3 separate regions of the Mus musculus genome follow, and all the other regions are linked to region 2. Evidence: chromatin contacts called from public Hi-C data. All regions are on one chromosome and are shown on one strand. Each heading gives the region's core, a stretch centred on a gene start, on an enhancer-like site or on the middle of the called end of the contact. The rest is flanking DNA. Distances are from core to core; before and after follow the strand shown.

Region 1 (4,253 bases), core at 37-2,536, 1.3 Mb after region 2:
GCACAGACCTGTAATTCCAACCAGTCAAAAGGCAAGAGAATTATTACATGTCCTGGAGCTGCCTGGGCAACTCAGGGAGGCACTGTCTCAAAATAAAAAGTAAAAAGATACCTGGTGATTGGTGCCACAGCTCAATGGGAAAAGACTTGCCTAAGATGCAGGAGACTCTGAGAGACGGAGTGGGGCAAGAGCTGGAGAGATAGCTGAGTTGGTAAACTGCTTGCTACAAATGCACGAGGGCCTGAGTTCAATTCCCAACACCCACACAAAAAGCCAGACATGGTGGTGCACATTCGGAATCTGGCGGGGGGTTGGGGGGGGGGGCAGAAACAGGTGAATTCCAAAAGCTCACAAGCTAGACACCTAGCTTAATTGTCAAGTTCCAGGTTCCAGTGAGACACTATCTTTAATAAATCATGATGGAACCTGGAGAGATGGCTCAGCAGTTAAGAGCAATGGCTGGTCTTCTGGAGTACCCAGGTTAGACTCCCACAACTCCAGATCCAGGGAAGCTGATGCCCTCTTCTGGTCTCCTTAGGCACTACATGAACGTGGTGTACAGACAGAGGCAGAAAAAACACCGACCCACAGAAAATTAAAAAATAAGTCTTAGCTGGGCAGGGGTGGTGCACACCTTTAAACCCAGCACTTGGGAGGCAGAGGCAGGCGGATTTCTGAGTTCGAGGCCAGCCTGGTCTACAGAGTGAGTTCCAGGACAGCCAGGGCTACACAGAGAAACCCTGTCTCAAAAAACCAAAAAAAGAAAAAAGGAAAGGAAAGGAAAGGAAAGGAAAGGAAAGGAAAGGAAAGGAAGAAAGAAAGAAAAAATAAATCTATTTTTAAAAGTTGAAGTACACAGCTCTTCAGTAACAACACCTGAGATTGACCTATGACCTATACCTAACACACTCGTGACACACACCAAGAAAAGAAACTAACTTATAGTCAAGAATAAATGGGTACTGTTATCAACTAGGATGGCAGATCTCATGTTAAGCATTCTTGCCACAATAAAATAAAACTCAGATGTTGAGGGTGAGGTTACATCCCAGTTTAAAAAATTAAAATAAAAAAAAATTTTTTAAAGAGCTTACGGTAGAGAAGTTTTATCTCTGTAGGCTGAAGTGGCCCCTCACAGCAGAGCCGTGATGCTGTCTCCTGTCTCTGCCTGATTATTGGGTTTCTCTCCCTTTGCAGCACGAGCTCTGGCTGCCTCTATCAAAGGCAGCAGGAACTTGCTGGAGTGCTGGAGGAGAGAGCTGCGTGTGACAGTAGGAGGAAGGGAAGTGGGTATTCTCAGTCGGGGGAGGGGTCACGACCTCAGTCAGCCTCAGCCTTTCACTGAGAACCGAAGCTCCTGGGAGGAGGGGCAGGCACTGCGGTAAGGAACAGTCCCCGTTATCTAAGAGGCACCGGAAAGCAAGTAATTATCTTTGAGATGGAAGCCAGCTGCACCAGCGAGCAATGAAGAGAGGGAGCAGAGACAGAAGGCAGGGAGCAGGGCAAAGAAGCAGAGAAGGGAAGTGGGGGTCGGGGGAGGCAGGCAAGGCATGTCATGAACAAGATCTATGGCATGCTCACCTACCCTAGTCAGAACTTTCATATTTGCCACTTCTTGTGACAGAATAAAACCTATGACGGCTCAGGTTCCTACTCACAAAGCTGTCTAGTTCTATACATCCCCTCCGACCACTAAATGAGCAGGCAGTCCTGGGACAACACTGCCACCTTCTGGAAGTAAGGAGAACTGTCGTTATTTCCAGCTTACCCACCACCAAGAGTGTTCTTCACCTCACCTTCACTGCTGCCTAGTGGTTCCCACCCCAAGGCCTTTGTACTAGCGGTTCCCAGCCCTCCAGTCCCAGGAGGGCTCCTCTACCTCCAGATATTCTCACACTCAGTCTTTCTTTGCCTCTGGTCCTCTCAGTTGTCACTTCTATGAAGAGGCTGTTTGCTGACCACTCGTCTAATGTAACCCCAGGTCTGGCATGGTGATACACACTTATAATCTCAGCACTTGGAAGGTAGAGGCAAAAGGATAGGTCAAGGCTCATCCTTGGCTACATAGAAACCCAACGTGAGACTGAAAAAGCCCTAAAATAAATAAATTAGAAGGCCCTATCCTCACTGTTTCCTTCCCACAGGCCATTGTCTGGAAGCACATAGTCCCGGGCTCTCACCACAAGAAAATACTACAACACCTGTCCATTTGTGCAACTACACTCAATAAACTTAGACTGCTAGCATTGCTGGCTATGAGACTCTTCATTCATCCAGGGTAAGCCATCCTGAGCTCAAGGACCCAAGTTCAAAGGCCACGGGGATGAATTGCAGATTTCCATTCGTTCTATGTCTATGTCAAGGGCGTCACACTCCCCCACACACCGGCTTGACCTCACATACACAGCAGACCCGCTTTGCAAATCCCCCAAGCACGAGACCCCAGTTTCCATGGAACTCCTTTCACACTCTGAGGTGTTGTCTGAGATGGACCGCTAGTGTAGCCTGCAGCCCTGAGTCACCATGAGATTCAGCCCCACGCTCCTCAGTAACACATTCATGGTGCTTTGGCCTCCCTATGCCAGTCTCCAGGGAAGCAGCTCACTTCACCTGTCACCTTAGCCCCACATTCAGTGAACGCCCTGAACAGACTTTCCCATACCCCTACAATACATCCTTCCACAGTCTCCCACTGGGTCGTGGAGAAGGACACACTGCTTAGGAAACAGCTCCTTACACTTCCTGACCCCGAGTCCTGGATGTTCTCTCTGTTCCAAACTCCTAGAGAATTCTCTTTTCGGCTGTCATGTGCTGTCCCTCCAAAAGGAAGTTCCCACTCCTCCCAAATCTTTACAGGGATTACCTCATGCTTTGGGGTGACTACTAAGTCTCTACAGCCTGAACTCTTTGCAGGCGAGACCATTTGCAACTGACTCCTCGTTATCTTCTGTAATAGGACTGAGCAAAGGGATATACTGAGTGCCTTTTGTATCGCCTTTAGTGTGTTAGCTTATTTCATCCTAAACATCCCCGTGAGACAGAGAATCTTGTCATCTGCACCTTCAGGGTCAGGAGGTCAGGGCTCTGCCCTCACATGACCGCATCAATGACTAACCGAGCCAGGATTCAACAAAGGAATCCCAGCCCCTGAAGCAGGGCGGGCTTAAAGTGGGTGCTCATTGAATATTCATGAGACATGGACAACCTACATTCCTCCTGCCTCTGTCTGACCTTGGCACTGACAGCTCCATCAAAGGCACAGAGCACTGGTGTGCTTGCTTCCCCAGCTCCAGTTCTGACCCAGTTGTCGCAGACAAGTTTCTTCCCCTCCCTTCCTCCTGCCCAAACCTTGAACAGAAAATGATCCAGCTGGGACCAGCAGAAGAGATGCTCTTGGCAAGCCTGAGATTTCTGTTCTGTTCGTTTGTTTTCAGAACACAAGTCTCTTTAGAGCACAGCCTGGGGGGCAGGCTCTACAGTAACAAGAGTACTGCCCTCCTCTTTTTTGTTCTTCTTTCTGATTAGTTTTTTGAGTGAGGGTCTTATTATGTAGCTCAGAATGCCCTTAGACTTACGGTAATCCTCCTGCCTCTGCCTCTGGAGTACCAGGATTACAGGCATGCATCGAGCTCACAAGCCTAGATGTGGATGGGAAGGTGGCATGGTAAGTTTGTAACTGAGACTAGACACTGGACAGAGGCACCTCTGGAAGATTCAGAAGTGCGGGTACCTCAGCCCACTTCCTTCTGGTTGTCTTCCTCCTCTCTGTGACCAGTGCACTATTTCTAATTCATTGCCACTGTGTCTCCACTCTGTTTGCTCAAAACACGGTTATCTTTGCACTCTTCCTGATGCCCCACTGACGACAGGGCCTCTCGGAAGCACGGCCACCACCTCTTTTCACCTTGACTGGGTTTGTGTGAGCATCCTGAACTAAAAATACAGAAGGGCATACAGGCACAGGTCCCTGAGGTCTGAAAGCCCACACCAGTGTGTATCCCCAGGACCCCTGCCTGCAAACAGTGGTACACACTCAACACTCACAGAGACTAAGAAAGAAAAGACAAAGGTAAAATGGTTCTCTCTCTCTCTCTCTCTCTCTCTCTCTCTCTCTTCCCCCCCCCCCCATCCTTCTTAAAGTATCTAAGTGTTTTGCCACCATATATTACATACCTAGTCCCTAAGAAGAGGGTGTTGAGTCCCCTGGAGCTGGAGTTACAGATGGTTGTGAGATATGTGATGTGGGTGCTGGA
Region 2 (4,135 bases), core at 1,536-4,035:
ATCTCTTGTGGGGCTGGAGCATGAGGCACCTTGGATATTGGGATAGCAATCTTGTGCTTGACTTAGAGGACCACGGGGAGTCATGGATGGGTTTAGGCAGTAAGAGGGCGTGGTCTGGCTACTGTGTGGAGTAAATCTGGAGAGGGTTGTTGTTCTAAAGTGTTGGGACTCTGAAGCAGGCCTGGGGACTGGGGGAGGGGGGTGTTCCTCGGGCATTGACGGGAATTAAAGGCTTTGGGAGTCCATAGCTGTTGGGGGATCAAGGGGAGAAGAAGGTTGACGGGGAGGTGCCGAGATGCACTTTTAGACCACGAGGAGGGATATGATGGGGCACCAACATGGGCAGCTCGGCTTCAGGTGACATTGTCTTTCTGCCAGATGGTAGCGAGCCTTGAATAGCAAGCCAGGAAGGGAGCTGGAGGAGGACTGGGGAGAGGAAAAAAAGAGGATCTGGTAGCACAGGGTTGGGAGCCCCCAGTGCAGGGTAGCGGGCATGCTTCCAAGGTGTGAGGCTGCAGCTTCCACTGTTCCGTCCGTCCTTCCTGCCCCGCCTTTATCCTTGACTGTCTGCAGACTTCCGTCTGTCCTTCCTCCCCCGCCTTTATCCTTGACTGTCTGTAGACTTCCTCATGCACAAGCTGACAGCCTCAGACACCGGGAAGACCTGCCTGATGAAGGCTTTGCTCAACATCAATCCCAACACCAAAGAGATCGTGCGGATTCTGCTTGCCTTCGCTGAGGAGAACGACATCCTGGACAGGTTCATCAACGCTGAGTACACGGAAGAGGCCTATGAAGGTACCTGAAGGCAGAGGCAACCTAAGGGCAAGGGGAAGAGGTTGGGATTTCCCAAGGTGGGTGTGGCTACAGATACAGCCCATCTTGCCTCACAGAGGCACTTTGGCTATGGAGAAGTCAAATATGTAGCAGGCACCCATCTTAGCCTTTCTTTTCCCTGTAAATAATGCTGAGCGTGGGTGAACAAGTCAGGAAACCTTGATGCTTGTAAAAAGACGACTTTATATGGAATGTGCCAGGAACAGAAGTAAAGATGATGTAATGTGACAGAAAGTGACTGGGGTGAGCAACTGTACAGTGGTGGGCTTGACCAAAGCTTACCTGATGGGAAGGATTCAGAGCAGGGTCAGGGTCAGAGCCCCAAGATGGGCCAGGGCTTGTTGGATTTGACACTAGGAAGATGGCACGGCCTGGGGGTGTTATTCAATTGAGGAGAGCTTCCCTAGCATGTGCAAGACACTGTTAGATTCTCAAGAACCACAAAGCAAAGAAGCGAACAAAGAAGGAAGCAGAAGCCTGGAGATGAGGCTGGAGAGCTGGGTAGGGGGCCAGCAAAGCCAGCAGTCAGCCCTGCAGTCATGAATGATAGAAGCGGTCCCATTTCAGTCTGGTTTTGTGGAGCCAGGGAATATAATTTAATACCTTGTTTCCCTGACCAGGAAACACACTATGAACTGTTAACGGGCTATGCCCTGAGTCTCTGGAGTCAGTACACAGCTTGTCACAGTTACTAGGAGTGATTAGCTCATGATCAGCTGTCTTGCTGACATGCCAGGAGGTGTAAACACCTCAACTTTTCTGGGTGGGGGAGGGGCTCAGATAGGGGTCTTTAACCCTCCTCATGGGTAAAGCAATCTTGATTTATTATTTGAACTCTACATACTTTCACAAGGGAAAGTCATGGCACTATGGAGGAGGGGCGGGAACCCCGGGGAGGAATTGCTGTGATTGATGGCTGAACGAAAAGAGTGAAAGTGAGCCACATCCTGTTCTCAGTCTGTCACTTGAGAGCAGACACCAGTCCTGCGGAGGTTCAGACAAGTGTCTGAGGCTTACTTGTCCTGCCTCCCCCCACCCCTTCTGTGCTTTTCTTTCTTTTTGTTTATAGTTCAGGATCCTATGGCACAAGATCCCTTCAATTTTGGGGTGGCGGTCCTGGGAAGTGCTTGGACCATGGAGCTATATCCCCACCTCTTCTTAAAAACATTTGAGCTACAGTCTCACTAAGTTATTCAGGTTGGCCTTGAACTCACTTCACAGCCCAGATAGTCTTGATCTTCCTGCCCCTGTCTGCTGAATAACTGGGCCAATAGACCTGCCTAGTGAAATCCTTTTGAGGGCAAGTTTGGAGTTTGTTGCTCATGGTCGATTTCCCCCATGGAGAGGTTGAACACATTTTTGATAGAGTTAATGTACTAACCTTATTTGTCCCTGTAGTAAGGCTTTTCTGTCCTGGCCACACATCCTCCTTTTCAGCCTTCCCTAGCCTCTTTACCAAGCCCTTGCTGTTGCTTTTGCAGCAGGTCATGGGTACCCCTGCTCTGGTTTTCTCTGTTGCGGGGTGCAGCTCATTCCTGCTTTCCCAGAATTCAACTGGTATCAACAGGGTATCCCCATACATGGTATCTACACCCTTAGTATTTTCAGTCAGCTACTGCCACCTGGAGTCAAGGGGACTCCAAGATCAGCTTTAGGTTGTCCTAGGTCCTTGAGCACCCATGCCGGCTATTTACAGGGCAGACAGCGCTGAACATCGCCATCGAGCGGCGCCAGGGAGACATCACAGCAGTGCTTATAGCAGCGGGTGCTGACGTCAATGCTCACGCCAAGGGGGTCTTCTTCAACCCCAAATACCAGCATGAAGGCTTCTATTTTGGTAGGTGATGCCGCAGGAGCGGAAGATGGGGGAGAGAGGAGGAGGAGGGGCTTTCTGTCCTGTGCTCTGCTGCGACCAGCCCTACCACACAGGGGTGCTACAACACAGAGTCTCCTCCGTGCGCGCATGTGCATTACGACTGGGTTGGTGCTGAGTCAGGTGGAGGAGCCTGCCTGACAGTACTACCTGGTAGCAGTAGGGCTCACACCTGCAGAGAGAATAAAGACGTGTGTGTGTGTGTGTGTGTGTGTGTGTGTGTGTGTGTGTGTGTGTGACATCTGGACAGACTGGCAGAGTGAAGGGGGAGAATCCCTGACAGCGCAGCAATCCAAACCCAGTTTTGTTGTGTGTGTTAGAAAGATGTCCTTACAGGGGGAGCTTCTGTGTAAGCCTGAGGTTCCAGAACCTCCAGAACTTTGTGGTCAAACAAAAGGACAGACTCTGTAATGTCCTTCCTTCAAACCTGGTTTATTTACTGTTTCATTTCTCTCTCTCTCTCTCTCTCTCTCTCTCTCTCTCTCTGTGTGTGTGTGTGTGTGTGTGCGCGTGTGCATGTATGTGTGTATGTGTTCATGTACATGTATGTGTGTATGTTTTGGTGGGAGGTTAGAATTGGCACAAACATCTTTCCCCCTCTTCTGACAATGTTTACATTGCCTTTACAAATTCTTTGGGTTAAAAAAAAATGTGTACTTTAGGTATAGTGAAATCCACCCATTTTAGTGTACAGTTTTGTTACTTTTATGCCACCACCATCCCAGTCAGGATGGGTGGTTGGAAGCCCCACTGGGCCTGACTGTCACTGCTCTGTGTCTCTCTGTCTCTCTTGTGTATGTACGGTTTATACGTGAGGTGTATGTGAATGTGGGCACAGAGGACAGAGGGGACACTGGTGTTCCCTGCATTACTTTTCATCCTTTTCCCTTGAGTCAAAATGTGGTGGAACTAGGTGGGTGGCCAGTAAGCCCCAGAGACTTTGTCTCTGCACCTGTGCCAACCATGCCCAGCTCTCTACATGGGTGCTGGGGATTTGAACCCAGCTCCTCATGCTTGCACAGCAAGCAGTCTTACCCACTGAGCCATCTTCCCCACCTTTGGGTTTTTAGTCAGCAGGACCAGATGAGTCTGGGAATCTTTGAGGACAGCTTCTTGCTCGGTCAGTCATGTGTCCTCATTGCCCAGCCTAGGACCTAATTAAAGCCAGAGTTGGGAAACATTTGCTGGGTGGAATAAAGAGAGGGCACAGGTGGGAGTAAAAAGAGGGAGAAGAACCCAGAGTTTTGTCTGGGTGGGTGGAAGGGTTTATAAATCTAAATAGGGCATTGAGAGTGAGTCACCAAGAAGGTGGGATCTGAGCGAAGACTGGGAATGGTCAGCGCGGAGCAGCTGCAGGAAGCATAGCAGTGTATGCAAAGGCCCAGAGCTTAGAGAATGTCTCTTGTTGGAGTAAGGAGGCCATTG
Region 3 (4,442 bases), core at 735-3,234, 1.2 Mb after region 2:
GGGATTCTAGGCTCTCTCAGCTCCCCCAAAGTCCCAAGGTGGCAAAAAAAAAAAAAAAAAAAAAAACACCAAGTTTCTCCAAAACATCAGCAACTTTCTCCAAACACCAGAACGTGAGCCCTGTTTCTTTCCACCGTCACCAAGCCTGTCACCAACTCGATTCTGCCTGGCGTCACCCATAGCCCGCAGCCATGTACCCAACCCAGGAAACACAAAGGGGCAAGGAAATCAATGTCAAGTTCCTCACACCCGTCTCTTCTAGGCTTGGTGCTCTACCAACATCTATTAAACAAGATGAATCCAGTCTTGCAAGAGACAACTGAGGACAGACAAGGAAGGCTATCCTCAGTCTATCGTTATCCAACCAGGTCATTTCTAACTGCAAAGAGCTAACACACACCTCATTGCAAATAAGCCCATGTCCAACAAACACATAAAGTGTGGCCCAGACAGTTGCGTCCCAGCATTGGCCAGCCTGTGCCACCTTCTCAACCTTTAGTCTTAAGGTCGAACTGTCAATTATTTACTTCTACATTTGTGGTCCTTGCATCAGCTTGCGTTTTTACCGACATTGAAACATTGGTATCAGTGTAGTGAAAACAAGCACGCTCATTAGACCGACCTCCATACTGATCTCACTCATTCAGAAAAACAGGTGACTTGGAAGTTTCAGTCAGGCATTTGCACCAAACCAAGGCATGGTCTTTGAAAAAACCAAAAATCACAGTTTGAAAGAGAAGTGGAAAGGGGACATTTTTCACATGAGTGACTGGAAAATATTCTCAGGTCACTTTTTAGTAGACCGAGACATGGTCAAGGCCATAGGGACTAAAGATACGGAAGACAGGGGTGGTCACAGAGGGGATCTCTTTCTGGGTCCCATCCCATACCTTACCCCAGCAGTATCCTCATTTACCATCCTTAAAGCCCACAGTCCTCAAAAACAAAGTGCCAGGCAGCCGCCCCCCCCCCATATCCCCACCCCCACACCCCACCCCCGTGTAGGGGAAACTCAAAGACTGGTGGAGCCTAGGAGGAGGAATGCAAGCAAGTTAATCATGAACAGAGGACAGACAGCTGCACCGTCACGCTCAGGGCCGGACACACAGACACGCATGCCTACTCCTAAAGAAAAGGGCTTTCTGAGTCTGTAAACTGGCTGCAGAAACGCATTCACATGAAGGCCAGAAGGTAGTCAGCACGCCTGGTCTCAGAGACAGTCCCCAGCTGACAACTCCCACCTTAGGCTGGCACTGCTCTGAAACAAAGCAAATAAGAAAGATTCGGGCACCTGGAGCTTTTGAAGCCAGGGTACAGCCAGATGCAGTGCTCCTCCCTTTCTGCAGGAATAGAGTCTCCAGCTAACCTCTGCATCATCAACCCTTTAAGGAAAAGCAGCAGTTTAAAAAAAGAAGAAGAAGAAGAAGAAGAAGAAGAAGAAGAAGAAAGAAAGAAAGAAAGAAAGAAAGAAAGAAAGAAAGAAAGAAAGAAAGAAAGAAAGAAAGAAAGAAAGAAAGAAAGAAAGAAAGAAAGAAAGAAAGAAAAAACCTCAGGGACTGGAGAGATGGCTCAGCGTTTAAGAGCCTTGTCTGATGCTCCTTCCGAGGTCATGAGTTCAATTCCCAGCAACCACATTGGTGGCTCACAAACTATACTAGGATCTGATGCCCTCTTCTGGCAATCACGTGTATAGGTAGAGCACACATGTATGATAGATAGATAGATAGATAGATAGATAGATAGATAGATAGATAGATAGATAGATGATAGATAGATAGGAAAAAGATTCTAGCTTTAAAAGAAATATCTCAAACAGCATAGTACATCACCACCACACCCTTCTACTTTGAGGGACATGTATGTACACACATTCTTGGAGAAACCACTCCTCAGCCTCCCTCTGGCACCTTACACCTCACACCTGTGCCCTAGGAACCGCACTGCCTTCTTTCTTGGCAGGTATACCAGCGCCCCCTCCTGGGCAGCAACACAGTTACACTATCAGACAAGAAAAAAGAAAACTCGTGAGGGAGACAGGAAGGCAGACGGAGGGTGGGAAGAGGGAAAGACTGAGAAGGTCATTCGAGGTGGGAGAGCAGTTTCCATTTTGAAAGGAGAGAGAGGAAGAGTCTTTGCCAGCACACCAACTCTCCTCTCGACAGCTAACAGCTCCTCCCAGGGCTGGCAACAGCCCCTAAAAGGGCCCATACCCACAGTGACAGCTACAGGAAGCCATCCACAGGCAAGACGCTAAACAAGCCTTAGGAACCTTATAGGAACCGCTGCCCAACCCCATGCTCCCAGAAACACACACCCCGAAAGCAGCGGTCCTGCAGGAAGCCAGCCAACCAAGCAGAGGCCCCGCCCCAAGCCAGCTCGAATTTTTGGAAACAGGTCTAGGAAAGCGTGTGGCATTTCCGAACTCCCAGGGAAGGAAACCACACGGAGGAAACCCACGGAGCCTGCTCCAGCTGGGCATCCAGCCCTTCACATCCCTTGGGTGCCCAGAGTCTAGGGAAAGCACTCCAGGTGTGATTTCAATCAGAACTTCCCAGATATCTACTCAGGGGATCAAAAGAGTGTTTAGAAGGAAGAGAGGAATGCTTAAAATACTGCTTGAGTTTCTCAAAATACTTAAAATTCATGTTCTCTCTCTCCCTCCCTTGCAGATTTCCTGATTTTTGCTAAGCTGTGTGACTGATTTTTTTCCCCACACTGGGAACATTTGAATGAAATTCTTTGGAGTACCCAGACTCTGAGGAACGTTAGACAGTGCTTTTTTAGCATGGAGGTTTCCCAGGACTCATTCCAGGAAACAAAGAGCTTGTTTGGCCAAGTAACCTACAGTGCTACCTTTCCTCCCAGGGTCCCCTGGCCCCCATCTTAATCGTCACAAAACTCTCAGTGGCTGCTACCTGTTAAGCCCTTTGCAACCACAGAAGTCTCCACGGCTGAGGCAAGTCTCAGGGAAGCTGTCTCTCCATAATATTAGTAACATTGCTTAGCAACAACACCCTTCGAAGCAAGAACCGGCAGACTCTCCAAAAACCTTCTCTGCCTGGCTCTACAAAGAACGGAGTGGATTCTAAGACATGTATTATTTATATACTATCTCACATGCCCAGTCACAGTCTGGGCTTGACTGTCTGGGAGATGAAGAATTATACCGATGTGACTTTGTGCTTGTTTGCTTGCTGTTACTGTAACGACCTTGGTTACACATTTCTTTTAAATGCCTTATGGTGTTGTCCTTTTCAAAGGCAATCTCACATAACCTTTCCATGGCAATTCAAAACCATTCGTATCAATATCAGCTTCTATGGTAATACAGCTAGCTAGGTGCAGTTGTGGGCAGACAGCCATTGAGATGAACAGCCATTTGGCCCTACATTTTGTGGCCCCCAAATAACATTACGATACTACAGCCTGAGAATCAACAGACCCCCCCCCACACACACACACACACATACAGAGATATCTGAATTGGGATTAGAAACTCGCCTCCAGTTTTTACTAGCTGCATATCTCAGGCTAAAAACGAATTCTGTGCCTCTATCACTTCATCCCCATGAATGAAGGTTGCCACAAGGCCATCCTAAGTCTATGGCGAGGATTCAGAGATCACGACAGGAATCTCACAAAGACTTCTATGAAAATGCATAAAGCAAATTTTATTCCAAATAGTCAAGTCTGGAAATGGCAAATGTATCAATCAATAAATGTTGATACATCCACCCAGTGAAATGTCCCTCAGTAACACAAAGGAACAAAAGCCCAATAGGTGTGACTGCTTGGGTTCAAAACCATCAGGCTAGGTACAAAAGATGCACACCCTTCATGGTTTCATTCATAAGAAAATTTAAAACGCAGGGCAGTGGTGGCGCACGCCTTTAATCCCAGCACTGCGGAGGGAGAAGCAAGTGGATCTCTGTGAGTTTGAGACCAGCCTGATCTACAGAGTGAGTTCTAGGACAGCCAGGGCTACACAGAGAAACCCTGTCTCAAAAAAAAAAAAAACCAGAGATGATGATGATGATGATAATGATGCAATTACATCATTTCTCCCTTTCCTTTCCTCCTTCCAAACCCTCTCAAGGACCACTCTCCTTTTGCTCTACTTCAGATGCATGGCTTCTTATTATTGTTACTGGTATGCCTATGTGTGTGTGTGTGTGTGTGTGTGTGTCCCTAAACATACGAATACAATCTGCTCAGTTTGTATAATGTTACTTGTGTATGCGTATGTTTTCAGGGCTGACCATTTGGTATTACACAAACAATTGGTGTGCTCTCCCCTAGGGAAGACACTTTCCCCGACAGCTCTCAGAATTCCTGACTTGCCTGTAGGTCTTTGTGTAGGGCTGAAGCCTGCTGGCATCCTCCGGGCATGTTTCGACAGCCAGGACAGTGTAACTTTATAGGTGTAACTTCTGAGTTTTCTA

The links. Hi-C and Micro-C count contacts between places; a contact is called where the count stands out from the background.
Region 1: a contact with region 2 is called in a Hi-C map of cortical neurons, with 7 times the contacts expected there. The contact joins two enhancer-like sites. A contact is called at or near these places in 1 of 39 promoter capture datasets (hippocampal neurons), 9 of 484 Hi-C or Micro-C datasets (the AML12 cell line, brown adipocytes, cardiomyocytes and 5 more), 4 of 115 datasets of contacts at active chromatin or transcription factors (acute myeloid leukemia, epiblast stem cells, large pre-B cells and 1 more) and 1 of 9 other capture datasets (embryonic stem cells).
Region 3: a contact with region 2 is called in a Hi-C map of cortical neurons, with 2.2 times the contacts expected there. The contact joins two enhancer-like sites. A contact is called at or near these places in 2 of 15 datasets of contacts at CTCF or cohesin (embryonic stem cells and stem cell-derived epiblast-like cells), 10 of 484 Hi-C or Micro-C datasets (the AML12 cell line, brown adipocytes, cardiomyocytes and 6 more), 10 of 115 datasets of contacts at active chromatin or transcription factors (bone marrow-derived macrophages, embryonic forebrain, embryonic stem cells and 4 more) and 1 of 9 other capture datasets (embryonic stem cells).

Annotation. Positions count from the first base shown.
Region 1 is chr11:74,545,840-74,550,092 of GRCm38.p6, forward strand. The region is part of intron 2 of Rap1gap2 (RAP1 GTPase activating protein 2); the gene reads right to left. Among named protein-coding and RNA genes, the nearest start is that of Rap1gap2, 42 kb to the right of the region's middle. Within about 2 kb of position 1,287, at least 195 of the 459 cell types and tissues checked have an H3K27ac peak or open chromatin away from gene starts, as enhancers often do. A contact at or near this core is called in the AML12 cell line, cortical neurons, hippocampal neurons and 2 more, where this site is marked.
Region 2 is chr11:73,279,141-73,283,275 of GRCm38.p6, forward strand. It overlaps Trpv3 (transient receptor potential cation channel, subfamily V, member 3), which reads left to right. Exons shown (of 18, transcript NM_145099.3): 6 at 622-798; 7 at 2,534-2,674. Among named protein-coding and RNA genes, the nearest start is that of Trpv3, 14 kb to the left of the region's middle. Within about 2 kb of position 2,786, at least 152 of the 459 cell types and tissues checked have an H3K27ac peak or open chromatin away from gene starts, as enhancers often do. A contact at or near this core is called in the AML12 cell line, cerebral cortex, cortical neurons and 4 more, where this site is marked.
Region 3 is chr11:74,524,712-74,529,153 of GRCm38.p6, forward strand. All of the region lies in intron 2 of Rap1gap2 (RAP1 GTPase activating protein 2), which reads right to left. Among named protein-coding and RNA genes, the nearest start is that of Rap1gap2, 63 kb to the right of the region's middle. Within about 2 kb of position 1,985, at least 36 of the 459 cell types and tissues checked have an H3K27ac peak or open chromatin away from gene starts, as enhancers often do. A contact at or near this core is called in cerebral cortex, cortical neurons and forebrain, where this site is marked.